Regions from separate parts of the Arabidopsis thaliana genome. Here region 2 is linked to region 1. Evidence: chromatin contacts called from public capture Hi-C data. All regions are on one chromosome and are shown on one strand. The core of a region is the stretch at or near the end of the contact, and the rest is flanking DNA. Distances in the headings are between cores, read along the strand shown. Region 1 holds the start of SWEET6 (Nodulin MtN3 family protein). Region 2 holds the start of LBD40 (LOB domain-containing protein 40).

The links. Capture Hi-C pulls out chosen DNA fragments and counts their contacts.
Region 2: a capture Hi-C map of shoot shows a contact between it and region 1, with 2.5 times the contacts expected there. A contact is called at or near these places in 4 of 26 Hi-C or Micro-C datasets (cotyledon, root and seedling) and 2 of 3 other capture datasets (root and shoot).

Annotation. Positions count from the first base shown.
Region 1 is chr1:24,905,563-24,908,656 of TAIR10.1, reverse strand. SWEET6 (Nodulin MtN3 family protein) reads left to right here and starts at 1,421. Exons shown (of 1, transcript NM_105348.1): 1 at 1,421-2,206. The coding sequence starts at 1,421. The coding sequence ends at 2,206.
Region 2 is chr1:25,052,128-25,055,221 of TAIR10.1, reverse strand. It overlaps LBD40 (LOB domain-containing protein 40), which reads right to left and starts at 1,549. Exons shown (of 2, transcript NM_105380.5): 1 at 1,232-1,549; 2 at 358-1,074. The coding sequence starts at 1,421. The coding sequence ends at 563.

The DNA of each region.
Region 1 (3,094 bases), core at 172-2,671:
TTATGATTATTCGAATTTTCTGACTCCAGTCTAAATGAATAGCATACTTAGAGGTGTCAAAATGGGTCAAAATTCATGGGTCAACTCAACTCAACTCAACCCATGAACCCTAATGAGTTAAAATTTTTGACTCAAATGAGTTGATTGGTCAAATGAGTTGATGAGTCAATTGGTTTGATGAGTCAATTGGTTTGATGAGTAAAATGAGTTGGGTTGTAATGGTTAATGGTTTCAATGGGTTACCCAATTAAACTATCAAGTTTTGTAAAATTGAATTAAACCAACTAAAATCTCTAAATCAATGCCAATTTAAGTTTAACCAACACATCTAAACCAATTTAATAAAATTAATATTTTTCCAAATTTCTTAAATATACAAGCGATGAAATTGAGAAAAAGTAAACTCGTAATTTTTTCACCAAAAAACATAAATCCGTGATTTTCCCGCCAGAAACGTAAACCCATGATTTTCCCGCCAAAAACGTAAATCCGTGATTTTCCCGCCAAAAACATAAACCCGTGATTTTCCCGCCAAAAACGTAAACCCGTGATTTTCCCGCCAAAAACGTAAACCCGTGTTTTGCCCGCCAAAAACGTAAACCCGTGATTATCTCGCCAAAAACGTAAATCCGTGATTTTCCCGCCAAAAACATAAACCCGTGATTTTCCCGCCAAAAATGTAAATCCGTGATTTTCCCGCCAAAAACGTAAACCCGTGAATTTCCCGTCAAAAACGTAAATCCGTAATTTTCCCGCCAAAAACGTAAAGCGGTAATTTTCCCGCCAAAAACGTAAACCTATAATTTTTCCGCCAAAAACGTAAACCTATAATTTTTCCGCCAAAAACGTAAACCCGTGATTTTCCCGCCAAAAACGTAAACCAATAAAAAGTGGAATCCGTAAATATCCTAAGTTTGATGATAATGAATTAATAATGATAATTATTTATTATTATTTTATAATAATAATTAATTAAATTATTACTTAAATGGGTTAATCCATTTAACAACTCAGCCCATTAAATTAAATGAGTTATGGGTTGACCCAACTCATTTAAACTCATTTGATTATGAGTTAAGTTGAGTTGGGTTACCCATTTTGATATCCCTAAGCATACTATTAAATTGAATATTATAGATATTTTACGCAACCCAAATTTTTCATATCCATTGTCCAACGTTTTTTGTTCTTGGTAGTGGATCGATGTGTTTGGACTTTTTTTGTGTGTGTGTTTAACTTCTTCTGATATATCCATGTGTTGTTCCTCCCGTGGAAAATGTTTCCACGTGTTGTCCGCTATGAAAATGAACTACTCACCATGACTCTATCGAGCAATCTTACTCAAATTTGCTTTTTGCCTTCTTCTTCTATTTTGTCTTTTTATATTTCTTTCAAGATAACTACCCTTCATCATAACAATATGGTGCATGAACAGTTGAATCTTATTCGGAAGATTGTTGGTATATTAGGAAACTTCATCTCTCTATGTTTGTTTCTATCGCCAACGCCAACGTTTATACACATAGTGAAAAAGAAGTCAGTGGAAAAATACTCACCATTGCCATATTTAGCGACTCTCCTAAACTGTTTGGTTCGTGCTCTTTATGGACTTCCTATGGTTCATCCTGATAGCACCTTGCTCGTTACAATAAGCGGTATAGGAATCACGATCGAAATCGTTTTCCTTACAATCTTTTTTGTATTTTGTGGTCGTCAACAACATCGGTTGGTAATATCCGCTGTTTTAACCGTTCAAGTTGTGTTTGTGGCTACCCTTGCGGTTTTGGTCTTAACTCTCGAACACACTACCGATCAACGGACGATAAGCGTTGGGATTGTATCTTGCGTTTTCAACGCTATGATGTATGCTTCTCCATTGTCTGTCATGAAAATGGTAATAAAAACAAAAAGTTTGGAGTTCATGCCGTTTTTGTTATCGGTAGTTGGTTTTCTAAACGCAGGTGTTTGGACAATTTATGGCTTTGTGCCTTTTGATCCATTCCTGGCTATACCAAATGGGATTGGGTGTGTTTTTGGACTAGTACAGTTAATATTGTATGGTACCTACTACAAATCTACCAAAGGGATAATGGAGGAAAGGAAGAACCGACTCGGTTACGTTGGTGAAGTCGGATTATCCAATGCGATCGCTCAAACTGAACCCGAGAACATCCCATATTTAAACAAAAGAGTTAGCGGCGTTTGATTTGGTCTTTTCATGTTATTCACTGTAAGTTTATTATATAATCATCTAGGATTTTTTTTATATTTTTAGGACTGTAATATGCGAATAAGTCAAATTTCGTTGTCCATAGTTCTCAGAAGCCGTAGACTCTTTTAAAAATATGACTTCTCTCTTTGGTCATTTTTTTTTGTTTGAGGACCATTTCTTCAAGAGTGAAAATTGAGAAAAAGTCGTTGATGTTTCTTGAACAAATTCACTAAAAATGCAACTAATGTTAACCCATAGTTTGTACTTATTCTTCAATTAATCAATGAGTCATTTATCCAAAATTTATCAACAAGAATTCTCTCCCTAGACTTGATTGCCTGAAAAGTTTCCCAAATAAATAGAAACAAATATTAACTCGATTTCCCTAGAACCGAGTAAAGGATTAGAAACAGATACAAACTTGGTTTGATCAGCTCTTTGGTCCAAATATTTTGGTGAATTTCATAACAAGAATTAGGATTAGGGCTTGTAGTGTTGAACATGAGACTAAATCAGCCCATAGCCCATTCCCATTAAAGTGTAAGTGGAAAGATGAAAAAAACAAAAGTAGTCCAATAGGGAATACCACTGAAATAATAAGAAGTTTTGTTCACATAAGCTCCAATTTTCTCACACTACCTAAACACAATGAGGCATATTGTTCATGGCCAAGAAAATTAAAAACATGGCTCCTAAACCGGAGAGGATGGTTAAGAAAGGCTACCGGAGAGTGCAGTCAAGAAGCTCTCCATAAGGATTGAGAAGTTAAATATAAAAAGTTCAGATTGAGAGAAGCAAATACAAAATGAATCTAAGTAAAGAAAATTTAGTCCCAAGCCCATCTAATGACCCAACCTAACCCACCCGTCCAAGCATCAAGAG
Region 2 (3,094 bases), core at 300-2,799, 150 kb before region 1:
TCGTTTTCTCTAGCTAATTAAGTTCCTACACATATCCTTCGAGAACAAAAATCTAACACACATGCATGTTAGCTGCTGAGTCATTTGGTAACACGGTTCACATACAAAAGGGCTTTTTGAGACAAAATATTTATAAATGAATGACTAATCATCATATGGAGATTTCATCATTAAGCAACTTAGATTCTTTGTAATCTAACCCCAGATATTTCTGAAATAGAAGATTTGTTAAGTTTTTTTTTATATAAATAAAATACAAAATTTATTGGGATAAACGTGTTTACATCAATTGCATCGTTTGTTTAAGTACATGAGTAAAATCAAGAATTTAGAATGGAAAGAAGAAATGTTTGTTATGTCGATCCGAACCAAGATTTGTTAAGTTAAGACCTCTTTATCATTCATCATACATATTTATGAAGAACACCGAACATGCAAAAGAAAACAAAACAAAACATAAAACTCAAAAAGAGAAAAAAGAGAGATTCGTTAATCTCTATTTGTACACCTAAAACTCAACACCAAAACTTGTAATTAAGACCAGCCACAAAAAAAGAACCATTCACTCACTGCACACCAGTCCAAGCTCAATCTTACACGTGTCCTCATCCTCAGACGTGCCACACCTCTCTAACTTTCTTTTCTTCATCGGTACCACCACGTGATTTCCACGTGCTAAAGGCTCCAACCCCAAAGTCAGCTCAAGCCCGATCCAAGTCTTTGGTTCCTCCGTCGTCGTCTCCTCAGAAGACACCGGTGACTCGTGACTCAGTGACGACTCATGACTCAAAGACCTCACGTTTCTCTCTTCCTTGCATGCACCACGGCTCCGTCTCTTAACGTTCTCGTCCCTGCTTGACACGTGTCTTATGTCGCAAAGCTTGTTGTTAAAAGGAGGTGCTTGACCAGTAACCGCTGCGTCGCATGCGATCGGAGTCACGGGTGAGCCTCTCATTACTGCCTCAACGGCCGCTTGACAAAGATGCCAGTTTCCTGACCACAATAACCCCACGGATCCGTATATCGGATTCACAATCCTCCCGCATGCTTCGTACAACAATGATCTAAATATCGCTGCAAAAACAAACAAAATTACCAAATTATTAGATGCATGTTAGAAAAATAAACAGGATCCTACGTTTCCTAAAAAGATGTATGAGAGATTCCGTCCAGAACTTCGCAATTAACCATAACAAACAAAAAACATAACATGCATGGGAAGTTTGAATACCAGGACGGAGGTGGTCAGGACCGGTGTTGAGGAGGTTCATGAGCCCCGCACGGCCATAAAACTTGGCGAGGAAGACGGTGGCGTTGGCTTGAGATTCAGCGGATTTGATCCATTGAAGACAAGGTCTTATGCTACAGTTTTCACTGCAGCCTTTTCGTAGAACTCGACATCCGTTACAACTCATACGCATTTTAGATGGGAAACAAAAAACAAAATGTGTTTTGGGTTTGAGGGAAAGTACAGAATGGTCCAGAGATCTTAGAAGAAGGAAGAGGTATTTAAGAGGGAGAAGCTGCTTGGGTTTGGTCGGAGAGATCATAACAATTAACAAGGAACGAAGTTGTCGTTTTCTTTGTGTGTAATTTTTTTCAAAAAATAAATAAATTTGTGACGTGCATGTTATATTTTTCTCTAAATGGATATCGTAATTTTCAAAGTATAAATAAGATGTAAAGAGCCCAAAAAAGAAGAGTTTTGTAATTGTTTTTATATTTTGTATGAATTATTTTAGTAAATTACGAGAATATTACCTTTATTTAGGTAAGTAATTTTTTCAAACTGTTATTATGTGTTTATAAAAATAAACAAAGCTTCTCATACTATTTGTATAGTTATAAAATTTTAAAATCTTTAATTTTCATGGTTTATACATTTTGTTTGTTTGTTTGTAGTTACTAATAATATATATTTTTTTTTTTGGGGAAAATAGTTACTAATAAATATGAAATATATATGGAAGCCCGTTGAGCTTTGTCTTTGGCTCTCATTCGTAGCGCGTGATCATCATCGACGAAAATGTCCAAAACCAGTCAAGTATTTTATTTTTTTGGTTAGTTGTTTATATCTGACCGCCGTTTGTTTTTGTCTAGACCGCAGTTTAATGTTCGGCAATTAATAATGGACTGCCAAAATATTTGGAGATAGTAAATTTTGAAAACGAAATTACTAGAGGGTAAAATGGTAAATAGAGAGATGAGAGGTTCGAATTTCAACGTTCGCATGCAAGCGCAAAAGTGTGATCGCGTGGCGGAGACATTGTGGTAACAGAGTTTGGTCGAATCGCCGCGTTTTCTGAGCGGTTACACATTATGTAGCTCCATACATAATTCTGATAATTAATATTAATATCCAAATACCTACTTAATAAATTATCTTAATGGAATCACTTTGACTTCTATAGGCTCTAGTATATATCAACATTAATATCGAAAGACCTACTAATAAATTATCTGCATGGATCACTTTGACTAATATAGGCTCTACAATTTTTACTTTTAGGTGAATAGATGCCAACGTTTATTGGTTAGATTTGGTAGTTTCTTCCATTGAAACACCCATCATTGAATGGTGATGTTTGAATTATTTCTATTACTTCTTTAATAAAATAAAGAAAAAAACGCACACACAATCTATTAATTATTATTAAGGTTTAGAAACAGTTAAAAATTAAAATTATAGAAAATATATAAATATCTATCAAAAATGTTAAAAATGTCAAATCGCAAACAAAGTTTAGATAAAATATTTATTTAAGTATATCAAACATTATATAAACATTTATAATTATTTATATAAAGATAAAACTTAGTTAAAAACTAGAAAAATACAGTAAAACAAAATATATATAATTTTAACGGATAAAACGATTTATTTTTTCTTCTGCCGGCTATCACACGATTAATACGATTGTCTCCACTTTAACTAATAATATAATCATGCGAACAATCATAACTATAGCTAGTAGACTCTATAGAGTCAATTTTTCTGAAAGACCAGTTACAGACGAATGTGAAAGCTATATATGCTATATGATATATACTAGTATGAAATAAATTTGTTGTCGTTTCAGGTAATTTAGAAGAC